Linked DNA regions of Mus musculus: all the other regions are linked to region 1. Evidence: chromatin contacts called from public promoter capture Hi-C data. All regions are on one chromosome and are shown on one strand. Each heading gives the region's core, a stretch centred on a gene start, on an enhancer-like site or on the middle of the called end of the contact. The rest is flanking DNA. Distances are from core to core; before and after follow the strand shown.

Region 1 (2,909 bases), core at 360-2,859:
GCGGTATCCTCCTCCAGCAGGGCCTCCTTGCCATCTGGTCGGGGAGCAGAAGGCCTTGGCTCACACCGGAGCGGAGCGGACTGTCTAGCCGGGTCCAGCCCCTCCGTACCGGCCGCTCTCACAACTAAGGCCTCGGCTCCCTCCTATTCGGCCCAAGGCCTCTTCCCCATGACGCGTCTCACCCGACTCTAGCTCCGCAGTCCGGGATACCCTGGCCCCTGCCCGGCCTGAGGCCTCTTCGGCCCTTCCCGCCGGCCGGTCTCCCGAGCCTGTCCGTGCTTACGGAGCGTCTCCCGGAGCCCTCCACTCACTTTCCTACCTTCTCCACCACCGCCCCGGTCCATCCAGAAGGCCACCGGCGCTACCTGCTCGGCGGGCAGACCCGCAGCTCAGTTTAGCAGCGAGGTCTGGGGCGTCGGTGCGCTCCCTTCAGCCCTCGCTCGGGCCGTCAAACAGGCCACGGCGCTCCCAGCCTTTTCGGCTTCTCCCCGCGACTCCGGTCCCTCGCTCGCTCTCCACTGGGCTGTCCCACCCCGCCCATCCGCGGGGCTCCCGGAGTCCAGGTACCGGTGGTGTGCCCGGCGGACAGCGGAGGCCCCGGGCCGGCAGCGCAGGTGGCTGCGGGCCTGGCCTCCTTGCCTCGGGTCGGGCCTGCCAAAGTCGGTCCCTGCCCCGGGGCAGCCCGGCCATCCCTGCCCCGTCGGTTCGAGATCCGAGAATCCTCCGTTCAGTCCGGTCCAGCCCAGTGTCAGTTCCGAGCCTGTGGCTCCGGCCTGCTACTCCAGCCCCCGTCGCTAGGGCCCTGGCAGCTCTGCCCCGTACCGGGCCTTCTGGCCTCGCCCCCCGCGCCCCCCAGGCGAGCCGCGGCTCGGCTTCACCGGCTCCCTCGGTCTCAGGCTTCACTCCGTCCCGCCCTGTCAGTCACGGAATTTCTGTTCCGACTCCACCATCGAACTCCCGGGGCTCCCAGCTGGGCCTGGCCCCGGGCCTCTCGGCCTCGCCCCCCGCGCCCCCTGGCCGCCGGGCCGCCCCCGCTCGCTGCCGGAGGTCGCCCCTCACTCCGCGACTTACCCCACACCCCGCTCTCCAGAACCCCCATATGGGCGCTCACTGCCCGCCCGCACAGCTCGAACAGGGCGGGGGGAGCGCTGGGGCCCGAGGCCGAGCTCTTCGCTGGCGCCGCCTCCCGGGACGTGGCCTCCATGGTCGTTGCTGCCGCTACCTCACAGAACCAGCAACTCCGGGCGCGCCAGGCCTCGGGCGCCGCCATCTTGGGGAGGTGCGCGAGCCCGAGAATGACACCCGCGGGCCGCCATCTTGAAGAGGTCAGCTTTTAGGACCGCTCCATAAGGGATATGGGGAAGAACAGAAACAACATTAAAAGATCGTCAAACAGAGGAGCAGATGACTCAAGTATCTTAGGGAATACTACTTGGAAAAATACTGTAGATCAACACATTTGGGCAAGAAGTGACCGAAAGGATGTTTCTTAGCAAATTCTTTGCAGGCGTATATAGCAGCTCCCCCTACGTCTCGTAGCTAGCGAGTAGTACAGCCCAATTTGTGCGTGTGTTCGGGACTACGAGGAGTATGCCGCACTTCCGGCCAGGTCGCCGGATATCCGTCGAGTGACCCTTACTAGTCCTTCTTAAACCTGAAGTGGAGTACTACTCTGGTTGCGCTTGTTGGATCCCAAACCGGCTCCCGACATGGGACTAGAGGACGAACGAAAGATGCTCACTGGATCTGGAGACCCCAAAGAGGTAAGGCTTCGAGGTTGGCGGGCCCGGGACCTAGCTCAACAAAGCACCTCCCGGGGCTCTCTTAGTCCGGGTTTATAGCCTAGGGTTTGCGGGGTCCAGAGAGGTGGTTTCCGTTACTTACCTTCAGAATTCTTTGGTTGACCTTGGGCAGATTAATAGCTAGTCTTTCTCGGGATTGGCTTCCCCAAACCAGGAATGTGAAAGTGTAACTGGAGTTTATAATGCTGCACTGATAAACTTGTGTAAACAAACAAACAACCCCCCCCCAGGTTTTTGAGGTTCTAATTTGATAAATGTTTTGAGGTTCTAACTTGATAAGTGCGTGAAGCAAAAAACTAACGTTAGTCTTTAACGTAGCTTAGGTCAGAATTTATTTATGGAGATTTCGGGGACCCTAGTCTTCGGAAAAGTGCTTTCAGGAGTTGGGGTGTAGCTTCATGGTAAAGCTCTTGCCTAGCATTAACAAGCCCTGTATTCGCTTCCCAGCATCTCCAACAAAAAGCGGTTCTTTATCTTTTGGGATGGAGATGGCCGAGGACTTGTGCCTTTGGGGACAGTTTAAGAATGTGTAGTGTAATTCTGTGGTGCAAGAGGGAGCTCTTTCCCAAGTTGAGCATCATTGTGATAAATATTGGCTGCTTATGTGCTGAGTGCTTTATATGCACTAAGATACTTAACTTGCACAGTTTCCCCATGAGGTAAATATCAGGTACATTATATATTTTTGTCACTTTTATTACATGAGGCAGCAAGCAAGGAAGTTTATCTTGAATGAGGGCACACAACTAGCAAGACAATACAACTGGGACTCCAATGCAGACGTCCAGGCTTGAGAGCCAGAGCTCTAGCCCGAGACTCACTTTGCTTCCATTTCCTGTGCATTTGTCTTGTCTACTTCAGGACAAGCCATCAGGGCTTAATGGATTAATTAGTTGGCAAATTATTTATCCCTTAATTTTTTCAAGTTTTCATTCTCAGAAAGTTTAACAGGATACCACAGCAGATAGAAGTTTTAAAATTAAGAAAGTTGGGCATGGTGGTCCGTGTCTTTAATCCCAACACTCAGGAGGCAATGGCAGGAGGATCTCTGTAAGTTCAGAGCCATCCTGGTCTTCATATCAAACTCCATGACAGCCAGGACTATAG
Region 2 (3,006 bases), core at 152-2,651, 1.1 Mb before region 1:
AACTAGGCAGGTGGTGGCATACTCCTTTAATCCCAGCACTCTGGAGGCAGAGACAGGCAGCAGATCTCTGAGTTGGAGGCCAGCCTGGTTTACAGAATGATTCCAGGACAGCCAAGTCTACACAGAGAAACCTATTTCAAGGAAAAAAAAAAAAAAAAAAAAAGATTTCACATCGAAGCCGGGCAGTGGTGGAGGGGCAGAGACAGGTAGGAAGTCAAGGCCAGTCTGGTTTACAGGTCGAATTCCTGGCTTCCTGGAAACTCTGTCACAAAACAAAACAAAAACCAAAACAACCCTCCACAACACCCCCCCCCCAAAAAAAAAACCCACACAGAAAAAGATTCCACATAGATCATAGATTCCTGCCACCTACTTGAGTTTATCTGTAATGGACTTCAAAGCTAACTGCCCAGTTGCAGGTCTCTAGCACCTAAGAGTGTCCAGTTCTCATTCCTCACTGTCTGGCCTTTTGCCTGCTGACTCGGTGCAATAGGTATTTTTGAGAATATGATGGGGAACTCAGGGTCTGGGGCAGAGGTACAGGTCTGGAGTCCCATCATGTCAAAGGTGAAGACAGAAGGACCTCGAGTTCAAAGCCAGCCTGGATCACATGACAGCTACTCTGCCTCAGCTCTCCTTTCCCTCAGAAGAATAATAAGGTAGAATTGGGTAGCAGAAGATGTAGCCTGGAACATGGTGAAAAACAGTGAATACTGGGAGGCAGGGGCAGGTGGATCTTTGATTTCAAAGCCAGCCTGGTCTACATAGTGGGTTCTGGGACAGCCAGGGCCACACAGAGACACCCTGTCTTGGAAAAACAAAACGCAAACATAAAACCTTGAATACCAGGCTCTGTTCCACAAACCCATTGCACAGTCCCAGACCAGGTAAATCGGGCTCTGCAGCGTGCTATTCCACAGTCCCCGAAGAGGGCAGCATGCTCTGTACCAGAGCAAGAGATGCTTGCAGGAAACCACCTGTGTTGGTGATGTGCACTGAGCAGTTTGCAACACCCCTGTCTTTCCTCCCCAGTTTGAATGCTAACCCTTACTGTTGCTCGAAAGAGGCCTCCGGATAACTGGCCTCCACTCCGACTTCAGCACACATTCTAAGGATGAAGGGGAAAAAAAGAGTCACTTGCACTGGGTAGCCTAGAGAAACGGAGCAGGGTTACACCTGCCAGGCGACTAGCTCAACCGGGGCTCCTTTAAGGCCAGAGCAGGAGGAGTGGCCTTTAAGAACGCCCAGGCAAGGGAAGATCTTTCAGGTGACGTAAGGCGGAGCAATGGGCGTGGCCTCTCCAAGCCTGGCAGCCAGGAAAGGGGCGGAGCTCGAGATGACGAAACACCGGGGAGGGGGCAGGGGTTCATTGATAAAAACGTCGGACTCCCCCTTGCCCTGGCGCGATCGCAGCGTAGAGAAACCAGGCAGCGCCACGCGCGGCCGGGGCCGGGCGGAACCGAGAACCAGCTCGGCAGGCGCTGCGCCGCGCCGTCCGCATGGAGCCCGCCGCCGGCTTCTTGTCTCCGCGCCCCTTCCCGCGCGCGGCTGCCCCGTCCGCGCCCCCCGCCGGCCCGGGGCCGCCTGCCAATGCCTCCCCGCGATCGGAACCTGAGGTGCTGGCCGGGCCACGGGCGCCGGATCCTCCTGGTCGCCTCATCACCGACCCTCTCAGCGGCCGTACCTACACCAAGGGTCGCTTGTTGGGCAAGGTGGGTCGGGGCTCCGGGGTAGCGTTGACGGAGGTGGAGGGGAGCTCTGCGGACCCGACCGGGCCACTCCGGAGGTGGAGAGGAGCTCTACGGGCCGGATCCGGCCACTCCGGAGCGCCCAGATCGATGATGCAGCTTCTTCTTTCTAGGGGGGCTTCGCACGCTGCTATGAAGCCACTGACACCGAGTCTGGTATAGCCTACGCGGTCAAAGTCATCCCACAGAGTCGCGTCGCCAAGCCGCATCAGCGCGAGAAGGTGGGTCCAGGCCCTGCGGTCCAAGGGATGGGGAGGGGATGGTGGCGTGGGAACCCTGGAAAGATGAGGATTTCACTCCCCTGTCGCAGATCCTAAATGAGATAGAGTTGCACCGAGACCTACAGCACCGCCATATCGTTCGCTTTTCACATCATTTCGAGGATGCTGACAACATATACATTTTCCTGGAGCTCTGTAGCCGAAAGGTCCGGAATGGGGGCGGGGTGGGTTCATTGGGAACAGGGGTAGGGGAGGAAGCGGGTTCTTAAGATCCAAAGCTGTTCTTGTCATCTTTAGCAAACACAGATGGAGGGAGGGTCTGGGAAGGCAAGCGGGGTCTGAAACAGTGACTTTCTGCAGTCCCTGGCCCACATCTGGAAGGCCCGACACACCCTGTTGGAACCAGAGGTTCGCTACTACCTGCGCCAGATCCTTTCTGGCCTCAAGTACTTGCACCAGAGGGGTATCTTACACAGAGATCTCAAGCTGGGTGAGATTCCTGCGTCTGGTCTGAAGGGTGGAGACCTGCGGAGGGATGAAAGGCGTTAAGAATCTGACGCGTCTCTCTGCTACTGTCTAGGAAATTTTTTCATCACGGATAACATGGAACTGAAGGTGGGGGATTTTGGGCTGGCAGCTCGATTAGAGCCCCCAGAGCAGAGGAAAAAGTGAGTGAGGGGATGGTGGCCACAGCCTGTTTGTGACACAGATGATGTACAAGGTGACCAGATATGTACTTGGGATAACCAGGGAAGGGGTAATGATGGGTTTTCTGTATGTGTGACAGTAGAGGTGGCAACCTAGGTCACTGGGTTAGGTGAAGAAGGACAGCAATCTTATGAGTGTATGGCACAGATGGGTGTCTAGGATTTTTGGAAATGTATGGGGAAAACATAGGCTAGGCAGTCAGCATGTGTAAGACACTGAATGGGAATGACAGATCATGATGGTACCGTGATACCTTGTGTGTGTATGTGACCCTGCTGTGGTCACTGGGACAGGGTGTGTGTAACTAGCATGTGAGGCAGGTGAGTCTT
Region 3 (2,911 bases), core at 124-2,623, 1.1 Mb before region 1:
TAAAGGCATGTGCCACCAAGCCTGGCACTATTCTTGTTTTTAATGTAACTACATTTAACTTGTTTATTTAGTATGTGTGTGTGTGTATGTGGTGCATGCCATGGCACATTTGTGGAGGCTTTGGGGAGTTCATTCTCCTACCATGTAGGTCCAGAAGATCAAACTCAGGTCTTCAGGCTTGTCAAGGTTGGATAGACCAAGGGCTAGACACCATTTACACTATACATATCCTCCGCGGGGCGGTGGGGGTTCTTGGTCTGCATAGGTCTGCATACTGGGGCAGTAATGATGTGGTTCAGTGTAAGAACGTTCCCCTAGAAGCCGGACAGTAGTGGCACATGCACAAAGTCCTGGAGTTAATACCTAGTACTACGAAACAAAAAGACATTATAAATAATGACAAAAATCAGGTATGGTGATTCATGCTAATTCCAGCATTTAGGCATTGTAGGCTGCTTTTCATTGCCAGCATCTTTTTTTGTTTGTTTGTTTGTTTGTTTGAGACAGTTTCACACAGCCCACTCTGGCCTCAAACATGCTGCTTAGCTAAGGTTGGCTTTGAAATTATTCTCTTTTCTTCATCTACAGGGAGCTAGGATTATAGGCATGATCTACCATACCCCGCTTCTCTTGTGTTCTGTTTTGTTTTGTTTTTCTAGAAAGGGTTTCCCTGTGTAATCTTGGCTATTCTGGAACTCAGGCTGTAGACCAGACTGACTTCGAAGTCAAATTTGCCTCTCTCTAGTGGTAGGATTAAAGGCTCGAGTCACCACCGTATGACTTCCCCCGTGTTCCTAATAGGAAAAAAAAAAAAAAAAAAGTTTCACGGACAGGAACCATTCGTCTTGTTTATTCCACTATCCCAATCTAGCACTATGTCTAGCACTAGCATGTGACTATTTTTAATTGGTGTCTTCGAAATATTGTATACATTTCAAAGAGAAAGCAATCATCAAGAAACCAGGATTTGAACCCCTGTCTGTAGAATCACAAGGCCCTCACTGAAACATTATACATAAGTTTCCTAGTCTTACATAAAGGCAGAAGTTCGACCTGGTAGCGGGAGGGTAAGGCCAGAAGCCATAAAACCTTCCCATCAGCTGGGCGTGGTGGCGCACGCCTTTAATCCCAGCACTCGGGAGGCAGAGGCAAGCGGATTTCTGAGTTCGAGGCCAGCCTGGTTTACAGAGTGAGTTCCAGGACAGCAAGAGCTAGAAAAACAAAACAAAACAAACAAACGAAAAAACCAAACAACCAACCAACCAACCAAAAACCCTTCCCATCAGTCTCAGAGCTCGGGAGCCCGGCCACGCGCCGGAAGTCGGAGACCAAGACTACATATCCCACATTGCTCTGCGGTGCGTCGCACTGGTGACGTTGTAGGGAGGCTGGCGCGCGGGATTTAAACTGCAGCGGTTTAGGCGTTGTTAACACAGCGCAGTATTAGCAGAGTCGTGGTTTCCAAGCTTCTTTCATTTGTGTTGCCTGTTGTTGTTCCTGAGTCCATGGAGTCGCTTCACGCACGCCTGTTTCCTGGTCTCTCCATCAACATTCAACGCAGCAATGGTGAGGGCAGGGTCTTGAGGCCAAGGGGACGACCCAAGAGCGGTGAGACTGCCAAGATGGTTATCTGAATCTCCGTGTGGCAAAGCTTTGGGATACTTTCCCTTATTCCACACTGAGGGGGTCCATGTCACTACACTGGCAGTCGGTGTCCCCTACACAGGAGGAAAACGCTACTTTGGTTGTGGGTCCCTTGCCTGCTTTCTGAGTGTGGGCGGAGCACGTCTGCGGTTATTGGTGCGCCTAGCTAGGTTATAGCGATTGGATGCATTTCCTCTGAACCTGTTTTGCTTTGTTGGACCCGCGGCTTCCTCGGCCTCCTGAGTGCTGGGATTAAAGGTCATGCACTACCACGCCCGGCTTTTTTTTTTTTTTTTTTTTTTTTTTGGCGTTTGTTTTGGTTTTTCAAGGAAGGGTTTCTCTGTGTAGTCCTGGAACTCCTGTAGACCAGGCCTCGAACTCACAAATCCCCTGCCTCTGCCTCCCAAGGGCTGGGATTAAAGGCGTTGCACCACCACTGCCCGGCTCAACCATCTGTCTTTATTAAGCAATTTCTACAGGTCTAATAACGGGTCATTCATGGACTAGCCAACCACTGCCAAAAATGGACCAGGGAACTCCAGCGGTCCAGCTCTTTACTGATGTGTTCAGGAATAGCTCCTCCAAGGAATGTAGTAACTTACTTGCTCAAATGAATCTTCATTCTGTTGGAGCGGTGATGCAATTTTATCCTATGGAGCTGGGGTTTAAGGCCCATTCCCTGTTCACTTCCACTGTGGAATGGTCTAAGGGTGAACCCCACTAGAATTACTAACTAGCATTTGTGTTTTGTTTTATTTTTTGAGACAGTTTCTCTGTAACAGGGCCTTGGACCTGGACTTGCTTTGTAGATCAGGCTGACCTCGAACTCACAGAGATCCACCTACTGTACTTTGCAAGTGCTAGGATTAAAGGCATGCACCATCACAGGCCTAGTTCTTTGGTGTTTTGTTTGTTTGTTGCTTTTTAAATTTATTATTTTATTTTATGTTCATTGGTGTTTTGTGAAATCCTCTGGAAGTGGAATTACACTTTGACAACAGGGTTTCTCTGTGTAGCCCTGTCTGTCCTGGAACTCACGTTGTAGACCAGGCTGTCCTCACTCACAGAACTCCTCAGGCCTCTATCCCTGATGTATTGGGATTAAAGGCAAGGGCCACCACTGCCTGGCTGTTTGTATTTTTTAAAAGAGAATTAAATTTTCCCTTCCGGAGCCGGGCATGGTGGCTCATGCCTTTAATCCCAGCACTCGGGAGGCAGAGGCAGGCGGATTTCTGAGTTCGAGGCCAGCCTGGTCTACAAAGTAAGT
Region 4 (2,789 bases), core at 279-2,778, 1.2 Mb after region 1:
AAATTGGGATCCCAGCAGTTTAAGTCCCCCGGTCCTGCTCTTAATCCTGCGGTGCACACCAGGAAAGTAGGGCCCTGAAAGGAAGTTACCTAAGGAGGGTCACAGAGCGCTGGGAGTGCACAGCAGGTATTGAGGCCCCCTATGCTGGAGCCTTGGCCACTGTGAGGCGCTGTTGAGGCAACAGCCAGCCTCTGTCCAGTTCTTACCTTCTCCCAATCCCTTCCAGCCCCAAGAGGTTGAAATGGGCTCAGTATAAACCTGAGCAACTTGTTTCTGGGTCCTAGAGGAAGAGTAGGGAAGAGGGATAAAGATGGGCAAAAGAATCTGGCTAGCAGAAAAAGCATACTGGACCAACCTTCTGTGGAGAAAGTCCCCAGATAAAAGGGCAACACTGGCCCAGGGATGAGGTTAAGTTTCTTCGGGGGGACATCTCCGTGAGAGTTCTGTTGTAAGAGTCTCTAAATCCGGAAATTAAGAGCGGGATTGTTAGACTTAGGAACAAACATCCAGGAAAACTCAGTTTCCGCAGGATATGCACGGGGGTCAAGAGAGACAATTATAAAGATTGAGATGCTGAGACAAAAAAAAAAAAAAAAAAAAAAAAATCAATCCTGCAAACCCAAGCTAAGGACCTGTGGGTGTGCGGAGAATGCGGCGAATGCGGAGACGAATCACTAAGAGGAGTGAGAGCAGACGGTCTTCCTGGGGACAGTGGCAGGGCCAGGGCCTTGGAGGGGAAAGAGAGGACCACCGCAGACATTTCTCACCTATCTGAGTAGGATCTTCCGGCGCCCGAGTTTGTTCCTCTGGATCACTCTCTTCACTTGTCCTCCAGAACTCCCTTAGCCTCCAGTAGGTCCTTGTCCGCGGCGTCGGTCTGGCCATCTCGGCTCACTGGCGATCCATCCGCGCTTCGGCCCGGGTGGCCCGGGCGCCGCCTTGGGGAGATGAGGAGAGGAGGTTTGTAGCCACTGCCACCACCAGATGCAGCTGCGCCGGCATAAGCTTTGACTTCCAGTAACTGAGCGCACTGAAGGTGGTGGTGGCTCCAGGGAGCCACGGGGTTGCGGGAGCTGCGAGGAGAAGGATGACCCGCCTCCAGCCAAGCGAGCCTAGCTCCCGCCACCGCGGCAGTTTGTTCCCGCCGGGCCCGGGAGCAGAGGACCTCTGCCCGCCCCCTTCCTTCCCCGCCCCACCCTGCCCAGAGAGCTCCGCCCCGGGCCCACAGTTCTTCCGCCTTAGGCTGCCACCAGGCGGGAGGGACTAATCTCCTGAAGCCCCACTTATGTGTCTAGGGGCCCAGAAGCCCAGATTCGACCGAGTAACGGGCTGCTTTACTGCTCTTCTCCAGTGCCTGGTTTTCTAGTCCCGGGGCAGCACCGGTTGGGTGCGCCCTGCAGGGTGAAAGTCCTAGAGTTTCAACACCAGGGGGCGCTGAGGAGCTAGGGGACATCCCCTCCCTGTCCTCCGCCCCCTCCCCGCCCGCGCGCAAAACACACTGGTCGGAGAGGCAGCACGGCGGAGCCGGAGCCGCGGGCCGAGCGGAGCCGGAGAGCGGCGGCGGAGGAGGCGGCGGAGGAGGCGGCGGCGGCGGCGGCGGCACCATGACCCTGGGCAGCTGCTGCTGCGAGATCATGTCCTCCGAGAGCTCCCCGGCCGCGCTGTCTGAGCCCGACGCAGACATAGACGTGGTGGGCGGCGGCAGCGGTGGGGGGGAGCTCACAGCCCGCTCCGGGCCCCGCGCCCCTCGGGACGTGCTCCCTCACGGCCACGAGCCTCCCCCGGAGGAAGCCGAGGCGGACGTGGCTGAGGACGAGGAAGAGTCGGGAGGTTGCTCTGACTGCGAGCCCCGCGCTCTAGCGCCCCGGGGGGCGGCGGCCGCAGCGGGAAGCCCGGGGCCCGGCGTGCAGGCAGCCCGAGGCGCAACGGGGCCGGGGCCGGGACCCGGGCCGCCGTCGGGGGGCGCGGCGACACGGAGCCCTCTGGTGAAACCACCTTATTCGTACATCGCCCTCATCACCATGGCCATCCTGCAGAGCCCCAAGAAGCGCCTGACGCTGAGCGAGATCTGCGAGTTCATCAGCGGCCGCTTCCCCTACTACCGGGAGAAGTTCCCTGCCTGGCAGAATAGCATCCGCCACAACCTCTCCCTCAACGACTGCTTCGTTAAGATCCCCCGCGAGCCGGGCAACCCGGGCAAGGGCAACTACTGGACGCTCGACCCGGAGTCGGCCGACATGTTCGACAACGGCAGTTTCCTGCGGCGCCGCAAGCGCTTCAAGCGGCAGCCTCTGCCGCCACCGCATCCACACCCGCATCCTCACCCGGAGCTGCTGTTGCGTGGCGGGGCTGCCGCGGCCGGGGACCCTGGCGCCTTCCTCTCGAGCTTCGCCGCTTACGGCGCTTACGGCTACGGCTACGGGCTGGCGCTCCCGGCCTACGGTGCACCTCCACCGGGCCCGGCCCCACACCCGCATCCGCACCCGCACGCCTTCGCCTTCGCCGCCACCGCGCCTTGCCAGCTGTCAGTTCCCCCGGGCCGCGCCGCGGCGCCTCCTCCCGGACCTCCGACGGCCTCGGTCTTCGCAAGCGCGGCCTCGGCGCCGGCCCCTGCGCCTGCCCCGGGATCTGGCCCGAGCCCCGCAGGGCTGCCTGCCTTCCTAGGCGCAGAGCTGGGTTGCGCCAAGGCTTTCTACCCCGCGTCCTTGAGTCCCCCCGCAGCTGGCACAGCGGCTAGCCTGTCCACTGCACTCCTGCGTCAGGGCCTCAAGACGGACGCCGGCGGTGGT

Evidence for each region. Promoter capture Hi-C pulls out the DNA fragments that hold promoters and counts their contacts. Capture Hi-C pulls out chosen DNA fragments and counts their contacts.
Region 2: a promoter capture Hi-C map of adipose tissue shows a contact between it and region 1, with 2.3 times the contacts expected there. The contact joins the promoter of Plk3 here to the promoter of Uqcrh in region 1. A contact is called at or near these places in 1 of 115 datasets of contacts at active chromatin or transcription factors (large pre-B cells) and 2 of 9 other capture datasets (adipose tissue and liver).
Region 3: a contact with region 1 is called in a promoter capture Hi-C map of pre-B cells. The contact joins the promoter of Kif2c here to the promoter of Uqcrh in region 1. A contact is called at or near these places in 1 of 39 promoter capture datasets (pre-B cells), 1 of 484 Hi-C or Micro-C datasets (B cells) and 2 of 9 other capture datasets (adipose tissue and liver).
Region 4: a contact with region 1 is called in a promoter capture Hi-C map of pre-B cells. The contact joins the promoter of Foxd2 here to the promoter of Uqcrh in region 1. A contact is called at or near these places in 3 of 39 promoter capture datasets (cranial neural crest, pre-B cells and second pharyngeal arch cranial neural crest).

The regions. Positions count from the first base shown.
Region 1 is chr4:116,073,770-116,076,678 of GRCm38.p6, reverse strand. It overlaps Uqcrh (ubiquinol-cytochrome c reductase hinge protein), which reads left to right and starts at 1,609. Exons shown (of 4, transcript NM_025641.3): 1 at 1,609-1,763. The coding sequence starts at 1,710. It overlaps Lrrc41 (leucine rich repeat containing 41), which reads right to left and starts at 1,410. Exons shown (of 10, transcript NM_153521.2): 1 at 1,072-1,410. The coding sequence starts at 1,270.
Region 2 is chr4:117,132,358-117,135,363 of GRCm38.p6, reverse strand. It overlaps Plk3 (polo like kinase 3), which reads left to right and starts at 1,401. Exons shown (of 15, transcript NM_013807.3): 1 at 1,401-1,712; 2 at 1,862-1,969; 3 at 2,059-2,175; 4 at 2,330-2,459; 5 at 2,550-2,637. The coding sequence starts at 1,500.
Region 3 is chr4:117,181,086-117,183,996 of GRCm38.p6, reverse strand. Kif2c (kinesin family member 2C) reads left to right here and starts at 1,373. Exons shown (of 20, transcript NM_134471.4): 1 at 1,373-1,566. The coding sequence starts at 1,506.
Region 4 is chr4:114,907,637-114,910,425 of GRCm38.p6, reverse strand. Foxd2 (forkhead box D2) reads left to right here and starts at 1,528. Exons shown (of 1, transcript NM_008593.3): 1 at 1,528-2,789. The coding sequence starts at 1,605. Foxd2os (forkhead box D2, opposite strand) reads right to left here and starts at 1,169. Exons shown (of 4, transcript NR_030721.2): 1 at 768-1,169.